Regions from separate parts of the Hordeum vulgare genome. Here region 1 is linked to region 2. A link is a contact called in public Hi-C data. All regions are on one chromosome and are shown on one strand. Each heading gives the region's core, a stretch centred on a gene start, on an enhancer-like site or on the middle of the called end of the contact. The rest is flanking DNA. Distances are from core to core; before and after follow the strand shown.

Region 1 (6,849 bases), core at 3,623-6,122, 740 kb before region 2:
CAAACTTTTCCCCCTCATCTCGTCGCCCTTCAACCTTTTTCGCGGTCGAGCCCTCGCCGCCCGTCATCCTTGCTTCCCATCCTCACCACCGGTCCCGATCCACCGTCGTGATATCTTCATGCATGTCCCCGACTGCGGCGATGGAGTCGCGGTCTGCCTCGTCCGACGGCGTCCCTTCCTTCACTTCGTCTTGCAAGACGAAGAACGTCGCCGGAAGCTGCGACGTCGCCGACAACGAGAGAGGGAGGTGATGGCGGCGTCGCATGAAAGTGCGGACTTGGTCGAGGAGTTGTCTCCCCCGCCACGCTCGGCTCCACGCACACCCATTCATTCATTTGAGCGCCGACGCGGATTACGTCGTCCGACGCCCTTGGGACAGAGGAGGATTTAACCGACAACTGGTCAAGGGAGAACAAGAAAGAGGAGAGATACAAGCTCATGTTGGATGCGCGGAAGGAGATGGTGAAGTGAGACCAGACGAGGGCGGAAAAGAGGCTGAAAATTAAGAGGAAGAAAATCGAGTTAGAGAAGTAAGAGACGGTGATCAAATAAAAACTCAAGAAGATCAAGATATTTGAAAAGATTGAGCTGGAGAAGGACAGGTTGCAACTCGTACGAGGATGCGGGGCGCAGGAGGCGTTGTGCTGCAGCGGACCATGCAGCCCGGATGGACGAGCAGAAGACATGCATGGCTGTGTCTTCGCGCTCGACATTGATTTTATTTTGATATACCCGATTTGTTAGACTGTGATTTCATTTGCTTTGTTTGGAATCGTTAAGTTCAAGTAATTTGTATCAGTTGATCGGCGTGGCCAGGAACTCTTCCGCATGTGTATAAAGGATCGGATTTGACAAGTCTGATTATAGATGCTCTAAGCATATACTACCAATTAACTCCAAAGAAATGTTCCAGATTGTGGTGTTTTATTGCCCCACCTTTTATTTGCTCCTACTGCATCCCTACAGAATGATGAAAAGGAGAAGAGCAAAAGAAGAGGGAAATGTAAGATGCAGAGGACGGTACTACACTACTAGCATGACCAGTATACTACCTTGTCTATTTTGACAAGGGCATGGGCCAAAGCTCAAAGGTGACTGCCTCTGCTGAGGTGATTCCACTAGGATTCTCTCTGTGCGCCCGTGACTGAGTCTGAGTGCGTGCCTTGGTCCCAGTCATCACTTTCCCCTCTGCGACCTCTGTCTGGCTTTTGTCCACTCCTCTCTCTCTCCCTCTCTCTCTCTATATATATATACCTGTTTGCTTTCGATATCTGTATGTATGCAGACACGTCACTTCACAACAACTGGCCACCACACATGCTCACAGAACTGGTTCAGTTTACCACTACTATCATCATCATCCTGAGATCCATAAAATTACAGAGCACAGCATAGCATACAAAATGATGCATGAAGTCTTCTTCTTGTTCTTGATTACTTCTGGGAGCAGCTGAGAGACTACTAGGAGGAGTATTATTTATACTACTATCATATACTGACTGACTTAATTAAGGCTGGCTAGAGCTAAAACAACCTAGATTTTCCTGTTCTTTCATCTGTTGTTGCTGTTGTTGGTGGTGTCGCTGCTCCTCTCTTGGGATCACTTCTATTATTTGTTAGAGCTTTCTTCCTCCATCCACTTCATGGGGTGCTCATGGCTTCCCTGCATAGGAAATGACATAACCATCAGGATCTGCTGTGTGTTTGCATCATAATGTAGTGGTGACTGATCGTTGCTGACACTTACTCTGCTTAAGAGAAAGGAGACCCCTGTTTTCCTGCTAATATTCACAGCCCGATGGCTCCATGGCCAGGAGAGAACCTGAAGCAAAACACACACATCAGATATTCACAATGTTACATCAAGCAACAGCAAAGAACATGGGAGGTTAAAGCAAAGAAAAGTCTTGATGTTTCTTTCACCTTGGCACTTGGAAGAAGCAGGATTTGTAAGGGGGCAGCTCAAGGGCAGTTGGTGTAGGAGGGAACAGAGATGAAGCCACCAGATGAGAGCTGCTGTTGTTGCTGATGATGCTACCAGCGAGGGCTGGTTCTGCAGAAGAAGTAGCAGCATCTTTTGTCTTTGTGGGAGACGCAAAGGGGCTATCAGGAAGGTTGTGCTCCTCCACGCCGCTGCAGTTCAGATCAAACAATAACAATAATTAAGGGCAGAGTATAACAATACATCCTGGAAATACAATAAGAACAGCATTAAAAATAACCATTAGTTGAAATCATTCCTCAAGTTTCTTTCATCTTTTATTGCCCCACCCTTTGCCTTTGCATTTCTTTTGCCCTTTGTTAAGCACCAATCAGGGGCAACCTATGATCAGCACTTGCTGTTGACAGTCTATATATACCCTGACCTCCTTTTGCAATAGCTTTTAGGGGCTCATTTGTTGGTCAATCAGAATAATATATACTACTTGTACATAAGATAAAGAAAAGAAAAGCAATCAAGCAAGCAAGCAAAAGCAAGAACCAACAAGCTTGCTTTGTTTACTTTCTCCTATGTGTGCCCGCCCTTTATTTCCTTTCCCCCAAAAGAGAACACCTCCATTTGGTAATTGTTTGCTACAAATCCTACCTTTCTTGGAATCCATTAGCACTGGCCGCTGCCGCTGCTGCTCCAGGAGGACCAGATTCCCTCTTCTCGTCTTCCCCGGAGTTGACTCCTTGGTTGGCATTCCCGTCGCTCTCCTCTTCCTGCCTGCCTTCTGTGGCAATGGTGGCACAAATAGCAGCAGGAGCAGACGCCATCATCATGGCACTGCTCATCTTGTGATCTACCACAACCACAAGCCACAGTAAAGTCACAACCATTGATCAATGGTAAGTATTTCTTTCCAAGTAAAAATAAAACAACCATTGATCAAAGAGCAACCTCTCCTGGCATGCCATGGGAAGAGGATAACATGTCAAGATCAGGAGGTAAGCAAAACCTTGGATTGCAGCATCCTCCAGATGAACGGCATTGCCGTTGCCGATGCCATCGGTCTGCCGGAGAGCCACGGGGGAGCCGAGATGGTGGTGACCCCTCTTGAGGTCGAGAAACTGCAGCCCCATGAAGCGGCGGCTCTGCAGGTCGATGGCCTGCTGCAGCTCCGCCGCCTGCTGCTGCTCCTCCAGCTTCCTCCGCAGAAACGCCTCATGGCTGCCAGTGTTGCCGAACATCATCCTCGGCCCTAACAAATCAACCGCAGCACCATTGAATTTGTGATCGGCAACGGGAATGCAGCAAGAATGCATGCGCAGAGCAGCGTGGTTCTATCGCTCACCGATCTGCGGTGACTGAAGGTCGAAGGGGTCCCTGGAATCGAGCAGACCGGTGGGCGTCGTGCACCCGGCGAAGTCGCCATGCTGCGGAGCCTGGAACTTCCTGCAATTCATACAGCAATAAATCAAGGTCAGAAAAATGTGTTTCTTTCTCCGAAAACCTGCCATTATTAACTGAATCGAACTAGCAAGATATTATACGAGGAAAGTGGAAAAGGAAATGTAAGGCGGCGATGGCGGAACGCGCCTGAACCTGTCGGGGACCTTGCCCTTTTCCTTGTAGGGCTTGACGAGGACGCGGGCGTCGCAGACGAAATGCGGGTTCCCCTTGGCGAGGATGAGCCTCACCGTCTCCGCGTACACGAACGTCACGAAGCCGAACATGCGCTTCTGCTGGTACGGGATGCGCACGTCCTGCACCGGCCCGTAGTAACTGCTCCATGGATGGATCCGTTCTAATTGTTAGGAAAGAAAGACTGCAAAACGTTTGCTGCTTGATTGAACGGGTCAAGGAGGAGAGCAGCCATGGCGGCGGCGGCGCGCTTGGAACGGTACCTGAAGTAGGAGGATACGTCCTCCTCGCTGAAGGTGGAGTCGGCCGGGAATGTCAGGTAGATCTGCCGCGCGGCGGGGTTGGAGGCGAGGTCGCCGCCGCGGTCCATCCGAGGCGACCGCACGGAGAACTTGTGCATGTCGTCGCCGCCGCCACCGCCACCGCCAAGAAGCATGGCCGCCGCCGCCGCCGCCCTGGAATAGCAAGCAAGATTAGCACTGGAGAGAGCAACCAAAAATGCAATCTTTGGGGGTAAATCGGTAATCGTGTCACCTCTGGGAGTCGCTCTGCTGCTGCTGCTGCTGTTGCTGGAGCAGGAAGTTGAGGCCTCTGGGCGACGGCAAGAAGGGGAAGGGGGATGGCATGAGCTCCGACCGCGTGGCCGCCGTCCAGACATCCATGTCCTGCTCGGTGACGTGGTCAGGCAAGCCGTGGACAAACCGGCAGGAGGAGCCGTTCTTGCAGAAGCCGCGCGCGTAGTACATGCACGGCTTCCACCCGCCCGCCGCCGCCTCGGCGTCGCTCAGCGAGAAGCTCCGGCGGTGCTGTCCGCCGCTCGCCGGGGACCAGCACCCGTACTCCTCCGGCGCGTAAAACCCTTCCCCGCCGACGCCTTCGTACCTCGCGTGGTCGACGCCAGGGAACGGTGCGTCCTCCGCTGACAGCCCGGCGCCCCACGACGCCGCGGGCGGGGAGGGCTTGTTGTGGTGGGCGGCCGCGGCGAGGTCGGCGCGTGCCCTGGCGACGACGCCCTGGAGCAGGTGCTCGGGGCCGAAGGCGAGGCGGATCATGTCCTCCTCGCTCTTGTCCTGGATGAGGAGCATGCCCATGATCTTGGAGGCGAGGTCCGGGTGCAGCGCCTGCACCCGCGCAAACACCACCTTGGTGGCCTCGTAGGCGTCCATGGATGGCACCCCGCTTTCGCTCCTCCCGGTGCGGTTTTGATGGGGAGAGGAGAGATGGGGAAGGTGAAAGATGAAGTTACAGAGGAGGAAGAGGGGAGCGGAGGAGGGGCCTCTGAAGGGAAGGTGTAAGTTGCACGGTGAATTAAATAGCGCGGTTGGGGCGTGGTCTTGGGGAGAGGGAAAGTTGGCTGTTTTGTCTCCTTTCCCCTCTTTTCGGTTCCCCTCTTTCAAATTTTGGGCTTGGGTTTTTTCGTGCCTCGTTCTTTTAGAAATGACCACGGTTTTGCTTGTGCGCCAAGGGTGTGCTGTGGTCAACACCTGGATCCAGGCAAAATTTATCATGTTTCGAAATTGGACTTGTTGGTTTGGTCATTCCAATCTTATAGCCATGTTTGATTTATTTATATTATTGTTTAGATGGATATTTGAATTATTTTATGGATCGTCTTCCAACCAAATGTTAGTAGTGGGACGGCTTTTAGTGATGCATCGAAATCGCGATAGTTCTCCGTATGAACATGATTGTGCACGGTGTTAGGTGTTTATATGTTAATTCATCGCAATGGTTGTACTTCATCGTAAATGGCAGTGACAGCTGGTACGTCATGTTTACAGTGTCGTTTCATACATTAATACGGACACGTAATTTATGGATGGTGTAAATACGATGACTGGTGCGCCTCTGTCATACGTTGTCTTTTATACGTTAACACGGTGCAGCAATGGCGCTTGACAGCAGTGACAGCTAATGTGCGACAGTTACACTTTGACTCGTGCAGTGAATGTGCTTCACGGTAAATACGAGTGCGAGCTAGTGTGGGAAGGTTATACTTTGGCTGGTGCACCGAATATGCTTCATGGTGAACATCAGTGCCAGCTAGTGTGCGAAGGTTATACTCTAACTGGTGGAGTGAATGTGTTTCACAGTAAATATCAGTGTGAGCTAGTGTTCGACGGTTACATTTTGACTGGTGCAGCGAATGTGCTTCGATGTAAATACGAGTATGAGCTGGTGCAGATCGATTATACTATGATGTTTATGAATTAATAGCGTGTAATATTAAGGCTTCGCCATAAACAACAACACAACTAGTTCACACTCACCTCTCACCTTACCTTGCTTAATTGGTTTGTCCAACATCTCACCAAATTGCTTGCAATGGATTTCTAAAGTTGATCCACATGAATCAATATGATTTTTATCAAAACTAGAACAATATAAAATGTGTGTCACAAGCTTTGAGCACATGTATTACTGCCATAAGTCAAATAAAGAACTTATGATCCCAAATTATATTTTGAAATGCCTTTCATAAAATTGAGCATAGAGCGATTCGTGAATTCTGAAGCACAAGTGGTAACAAATGGTGCTCCTCGATTGAGAGTGTCCTTAGTATTGGAACCTCTTGTATCCTTTCAATTGTAGTGTCTCGGAGTGGTGAAGTTGTGTGTGGTCCAACACATGTCTTGGCCCACCCAAGCATCTAGCTTGGGCTCATATTACTCTTGGAAATATGCCCTAGAGGCAATAATAAATTAGTTATTATTATATTTCTTGGTTCATGATAATCGTTTATTATCCATGCTATAATTGTATTGATTGGAAACACAATACTTGTGTGGATACATAGACAAAACACTGTCCCTAGTAAGCCACTAGTTGACTAGCTCGTTGATCAAAGATGGTCAAGGTTTCCTGGCCATAGGAAAGTGTTGTCACTTGATAACGGGATCACATCATTAGGAGAATCATGTGATGGACTAGACCCAAACTAATAGACGTAGCATGTTGATCGTGTCATTTTGTTGCTACTGTTTTTTGCGTGTCAAGTATTTGTTCCTATGACCATGAGATCATATAACTTACGGACACCGGAGGAATGCTTTGTGTGTATCAAACGTCGCAACGTAACTGGGTGACTATAAAGATGCTCTACAGGTATCTCCGAAGGTGTTCGTTGAGTTAGTATGGATCGAGACTGGGATTTGTCACTCCGTGTGACGGAGAGGTATCTCGGGGCCCACTCGGTAATACAACATCACACACAAGCCTTGCAAGCAATGTGACTTAGTGTAAGTTGCGGGATCTTGTATTACGGAACAAGTAAAGAGACT
Region 2 (6,552 bases), core at 3,867-6,366:
TAGGTACACGGCAATATCAAATGTTGGTAAACATGGCAAGAGGTGAAGCGCAATTAAACTACCTATCTAGGCATTTTAAATGAGGTCGGAAATGTCATATAGCACCTCCGAAACGACCTCACATGTTAATTTACAATTCTGTCCAGATCTGAACTAATGCATTTAATTGGTTGTTAAACAGCAAAACAAATACGTTCACGTGATTCTACGCGTCATTACAAGCAATCTACACGTAGAGAACATCTCCAACGGAGCTACGGTTCAAAAGATACAAGCATCGCAAGATATGATGGCATGAATGCAATATGTGTGCAACGACGGTCACGAGCACTTTAACACATACAACCAGCAAGAGAAAATGAAACTACACGAGATTCTAAACAAGTTTCATATAGGACACGATCAAATCGGAGCTACGATTCAACAACTACGAGCAAAACAAGAAATCACTACAATGTGCCAAAATCAGCCACATAGCATTTTCTACGCCCCACAACTATGGGCTACACAACTCCGATAACCTCAAGCAAGGCATGACACGAAAGAGGGCAAGAAGCACTACTACCAACAACTAACAACAACTAGCATGGCATCATGGATCACTAGGGAAAGAAGACACAAAATGGCATCTCACAAACTATTTCAGACATAGTGAAAATAACACCTCATCAAAGTGCAGTTTTCGATCTGAAGCAATATTGACAGCAGCAAAACCATAAGCTACAGGACTCCAAATGGCCTGAAAATTTGCAGCATGCTAGATAAACTCAAGGGCTACAACTAACTCCATTGGACCAACCTCAAAAGAGCTACAGATCAAAAGATAGAAGCAAGACAAGACAGCAACAAAATATAACAGATTCCAGACTTAGAAATATTTCAGCACCTCCAAATCAGCACTATTTCTAGCAACTTGAGGGCAATCAAACCACACCTAAACACGCATTTCTATTGCAACCAAAAATACCAAGGGCTAGTCTAAACATCCAAGAACCACTCCCTAGTTGACAACTTAATCAAACGAAGCACGGAATAAATCCTACGAAATAGACAAGAGGGAAACATGGCAAAAATATCGCGCGAACTAACTTGCTGAAAAGCTAAAACTAATTGCACAGAAAATCCAATGGATTTTTCTACCCCGAAAACATATAAAATATGTGGGGTTGCACAACAATATAACGCCACACGAAAATGCGAGAAAATAACCTATACACGGAAAAAATAAACTAGCGGCAATCCCCTACACGTAAAAATACAAATGACTGCTCTAAAATACATGAAAAAAAGGTTCCTAAAACATGGGCATTTCTATTACGGCATTCGAGCTATTCGGGCACGCACGAAAAATAACTACGACAATAAACCCATCAAGACAGCACACTAAACTAGACATACGACACGTCAAACAACGTCAAATAAATATGCAAGTTGTGAAATCGTGTTCTACTCGCAAAACTACCCCAAAACCATATAAAATACGTCTCAATCCGACTAACGGTTAATAAACTACGGGCGTTTGAAATATAGCCTAATTCTGAAATTAAACAAATCCGAATAAACCTAAAGTAATTCTACCGGGCCGAAATCCCTAACGGGCCTAACAGGCAACGAGCACGTATACAACTAAACCACGCCGGGTGCAAGGGATAAGGGCAGGGTGGCTCACCTAGTTATTGGGCCTAGCCTAGGCGCAGGAGGAGCAGGCCGAGGCCTACTGGAGGCGAGTTGCGGCCCACCTGCGAGCTGGGGCGGCCGACGTGGTGTCGATGGCTTGGTCAACGGGACAGCGAGCGTGGCTTCGTCCTCCTCGTGCCTCTGCACGAGGCACCAGACTTGCGGTGGCGGCAGCCTTCCCTGGCGGCAAGGGAGGCCAGAGACGGGGCCCTCCGACCCGGATCCGGCCGGCGACGGGGGCGAGGGGAGGCCGGATCCCGGCGTTGCAGTAGAGGGCGACGCGGCATCGGTTCAGATCGGGGTCAGGGAGGCGGCGGCTGGCGGTGGCGCTGGTGATGTAGGCCACAACGGCGGGGCGCGCTCCGGCAGCGGCGGCTGCTGGCCGGTGGCGGTGGGCATAGGGTGCGGCGCGCTCGGGAGCAGCGGGGCGAGGCCAGCTGCGGGCCGGCGAGCTCGGGAGCTCGGGCATGGGGGAGAGGATATACGGGGAGATCTGAGGGAGGAGGCAGGAGGGATCTCGGCCGTTGGATCTCCGATCTGACGGTCGAGATCGTGGAGAGGGTAGATCAGATCTGAGAGGAGAGAGGGGCGTTGCTAGGGTTTGATGGGGGGCACGGATTTTGAGGCAGGGTTAGGGAGAGGTTGAAAAATGGAAGGGGAGGTCTGTTTAAATTAGGAAAGGGGGGCTAGGTTTAGCGGAATTTCGTTCCGGATCCAACCGTGCGGTCGGATTCGGACGATTCCGAACGCGGGAACGGGTAAGTGGCCGTGTAGGGTGGTATACCGGAGACGAGAGTGAAAACGGGCGGCGCGGCAACAAATTTTAAAACTCCGACAAACGTCCGACGGTAGACCGAGTACGATGCCGCTACGGTCGACCGTTCGGGTACCAGACGGACTCCGATCGCGACGAAATTCGACAGGCGGTCTAGCTATATCTAATCACGACCGCGTGCCAAGTTTCACCTCGATCAGAGAAAGTTTTCAACACACTTTTAAAACAGGGTTACGATGATGCCGCGGGCGCGTGCATGTGCGGACGGGCTCAGAACGGACAACGACACGAATCGGCAACTAACAACGGATGCAAGTTTCGAAAACTAGCGGCAACGGGATGCCGATGCAATGCTGATGATGCACATGATGCGATGATGATGCGACAAATGAAAATACCCACACGACGAAAACGTAAAGAAAGGGGAATCTTCTGGAACGTCGGCATCGGGCTGTCACAAATGCAGTCCAGGTTGCCGGTAGTTCGTGATCAACTTGGGCAAGAGGACCCTGCCTGTAATATGGTTCGGTGTCAAACACTAGCTCTTCCTGCTCGCTCTCAATGATCATGTTGTGCAAGATGACACAGCAATTCATGACTTCCCACATTTGATCTTTCGACCAGGTCTGGGCGGGGTACCGGACAACAGGAAATCGAGGTTGAAGCACACCAAATGCCCGCTCGACATCCTTCCTGCAAGCTTCTTGACGCTTGGCAAAGTAGGAGTTCTTGCCTCCTGGCGCAGGGTTTGAGATAGTCTCCACAAATCTGGACCATCTCGGATATATACCATGTGCTAGGTAGTATCCCTTGTTGTGGTGGTGCCTATTGACCTTGTAGTTAACCAGAGGAGCATGACCTTCAACAAGCTTGACAAAGACATTCAAGCATTGTAGTACGTTGACGTCATTATGAGTTCCTCGCATACCAAAGAAGGAGTACCAAATCTATAGGTCATGTGTGGTCACTGCCTCAAGTACCACACTACAACCTCCTTTGGCGCCTTTGTACATCTCATGTCAAGCAAATGGATAGTTTTTCCATTTCCAATGCATGCAGTCGATACTTCCAAGCATCCCAGGAAATCCTCTGCAAAACACTACCATCACTCCCCTGCAAAACTTGTACAAACACTCAATCGTGGTGGACTCGGACATCCGTCCATAGTCTTCTAAAATATCACCGGGACCTCCGTATCCAAGCATCCTCATAGCTGTCGTGCACTTCTGGAGTGAGGTGAATTCAAGTGTGCTAGTGCGATCCTTTTTGTACTTGAAGTAGCTGCCGAACTCCATCATGGAATTCACAATCCTGAGGAAGAGCTTTCAGCTCATCCGATAACGGCACTGAAATACTTTATCGCCGTGCACAGGAGCGTTGGCGAAGTAGTCGGTGTAGAGCAAGCAATAACCTTCCAGTCGATGCCTCTACTTTGCCTTCAGCCGGCCCAGCGTCGTGCCACCTCGCCACGGTTTTGCGTTGCTCGCGAACAGGCCAGCCAAAGAGGCGAGGACCATGAGGTGCTCTTCGTCCTGGGCGTCGGCATCGGCTTCCTCCTCCAGTAGAGCCGTGAACGCTCCTCGTCGTTGGAGTCCATTGCCGAGACAAATTGCCGAACACCTGGCGGGCGTGGCAGACGTGCAGCAGCATGCGTGGCCAGAGCGTCGGAAAAACTCACCAAGAAGCAGGGAGGCGAAGCCGCGGCGAACCCTCCCTTTCTCGCCGGGGAGATGGTTTTTGTAGTGGCGGTAGGTAGGTGGGTGGCGTCGGGATCGACACGACGGCAAAAGGTGTAGTGCGCGCGGGGGGCTGATCTCGAGATGAAAAACCGTTTTTCGCGTGACAGTACCAGCCCACCCGTCGTTTTCCTTTGCGTCGAAGCCCCCAAGCGCCCCCAGCACGCTGGGTTCGGCCTGAGATCGTCGGGCCTAAAAATGAGCCCAACCGATGAAAATTGGTGTCCTGAAAACGCGACTATGACGATTTTTGGACGCCGGCGAAAAAAAAAACACGTCATGGGGCCTCTTGGGGGTGCAGGTAGAGATGCTCTTAGGCCCTGTTTCTTTAAAAAGTCTTAGGACTTTTTTTAGTCCCAACTAAAAAGTCTCTAGTCCCTACCTGTTTCTTTCCAAGGACTAAACATGGACTAGAAGTCATTAAATGACATGCAAAAAGACCATGTTACCCCTAGTAATGTATTATAAGTTATTAAATGACATGTTAAAAGTAGGGGCACTGTTGGAAAAAGTGTCAAAAAGTCCCAAAAAGTCCCTCCCATAGAGACTTTTTCCTTTAGTCCCAAATACCCCCTTTTAGTCCCTAAAAGTCCCTCCTGTTTCTTTCACTTGGGACTAAAAGGGACTTTTTTTAGTCCCTACACCAAAAAATCTCTGAAAAGAAACACCCCTTGACCACCATCCAGTTGCTAATTAGTTAACCCACGAGCTAAAGCTGAGACATGCCCATGCAATCTTTGTATGAATGCTAATCAATCAGTGGTAGTTGGTGCCTTCTCCTGACATTACAACTCCGATTCAGGTAAGCATGATGTGACCTGCAACAAAATTAATAATGCTAAGTGGAGCTAATGTATCATCTTAGGGTATGATTAAGGTGTCCGTTGCTCCTGTTTGCTAGCAGTGCCTGTCTAATCATTGGGGTTGGGAGGCCAGGGTATCTCCGGTCCTACTATCGCTGTCAGCGTGCATAAAATCTGCTGGAGTAATTGTGCACCGGTTATCTGTTTGATTCTTGTCAGCGATGTTTATGTTTGCCATGATATAAAGAAGGTTCGGTGATTGTGATCTGCTGATTTTGACATCTGTTTACTGTGTTCGTTTTCTTCAGACACGCAGGTATACTTTTGTCCTGTGGCTAACTGGATGAAGTTGCTACGGTGTGCGAGACCCACACGCACACCTCGCGTCTCTCAGCCGCGCTCCCCCAAGGCGATGTGGTAACCGTTCGTATACACATGTATTTTTTTACACGTGTATCTCACCGGTCGTATCTGAATTCCAGTTGAGAAACAAAACGACTAATCAAGGTCTCTATATTTTACAGGTATAAAACAGCTAGAAACATCTTTATTTGATGGGAAAAAATTATCTTTCACCAGCCGATCCGCCCAATCCATCCGTCGCCCTGCTCGTCCGTTAAATCTCGAAACTGGATCGGTGTTTCAGAAACTGGGCAGGTGTTTCACAAAGCTGCCTGGTACGTGCCTTCGCCTCCGCCTCGGCCCCGACGACCTTGCCGCCGCCGGCCTGCTGCGGCCCCGTCGCCCCTCCGTCGTCGTCCTGCTGCGGCCCCGACGACCTCGCCGCCGGCCTGCTGCGGTCCCGTCGCCCCTCCGCCGTTGGCCTGCTGCGGCCCCGACGACCTCGCCGCTGCGGGCCTGCTCAGCCTCGCCGGAGCTGCCGCCGTTGCCATGGCCTTCCCCGCCCTGCTCCCGGCCCCGTCGGCGAGCTCCCGCGACCACGGGGCAGCTGCCTCGCCTCACGCGGCCAGGGCCAGCCGCCCGTCGCCCACACCGCCGGAGTGCTGCGGCGTCCCAGCCCGCTCTCGGCTCCGCCGTAGCCCCTCGGCCACGCCGGCAAGCTCCCGCAACCAGGGGGCTAGACGCCTCGCCGCCCGTCGCCCCGCACCGCCGTAGCGCGGCCCCATCCCTGCCCGCTGCAAAAAATTCCTGAAACATGACCTTTGTTGCAAAAAATTCTTCCGCAACAGCACCTAAGTTTGCAGAAAGACGAACAATTTTTTTCATGAAACAAGCAATTGTTTCTGAAACTCGACCGTTGTTTCAAGATTTAATTGATCCAAAGTTTATTTTTTGCAACAAAGTGATTGTTTCTGCAACTCGAACGTCGTTTCAGGAATTAAATCAGGAGCGGATCGGACGGCTATGGGCGAGATCGAACGACTGTGGAGGTGATGGATTTTTAGTAAATATCCACCGGTGGATTGGTAGCAGCCCCCTAATAATATTATATACCAACTATAAATTATGAAAACATACATTTGAAAAAGCATTCACAAAAACCAGGAATCGAAAGAAACCAAAATTTTGAAAAAGGTCAGTACCAATTAAGAGAATTAGT

Evidence for each region. Hi-C and Micro-C count contacts between places; a contact is called where the count stands out from the background.
Region 1: a Hi-C map of leaf shows a contact between it and region 2, with 6 times the contacts expected there. The contact joins the promoter of LOC123452367 here to the enhancer-like site in region 2. A contact is called at or near these places in 3 of 6 Hi-C or Micro-C datasets (leaf and seedling) and 1 of 1 datasets of contacts at active chromatin or transcription factors (embryo).

The regions. Positions count from the first base shown.
Region 1 is chr5H:317,319,920-317,326,768 of MorexV3_pseudomolecules_assembly, reverse strand. It overlaps LOC123452367 (zinc finger CCCH domain-containing protein 23-like), which reads right to left and starts at 4,872. Exons shown (of 9, transcript XM_045129019.1): 1 at 4,103-4,872; 2 at 3,832-4,023; 3 at 3,530-3,709; 4 at 3,279-3,379; 5 at 2,943-3,185; 6 at 2,588-2,786; 7 at 1,924-2,133; 8 at 1,748-1,822; 9 at 1,322-1,663. The coding sequence starts at 4,734. The coding sequence ends at 1,789.
Region 2 is chr5H:316,582,630-316,589,181 of MorexV3_pseudomolecules_assembly, reverse strand. No RefSeq gene overlaps it. Among protein-coding and RNA genes, the nearest start is that of LOC123395088, 480 kb to the right of the region's middle. Within about 2 kb of position 5,116, at least 3 of the 3 cell types and tissues checked have open chromatin away from gene starts, as enhancers often do. A contact at or near this core is called in leaf and seedling, where this site is marked.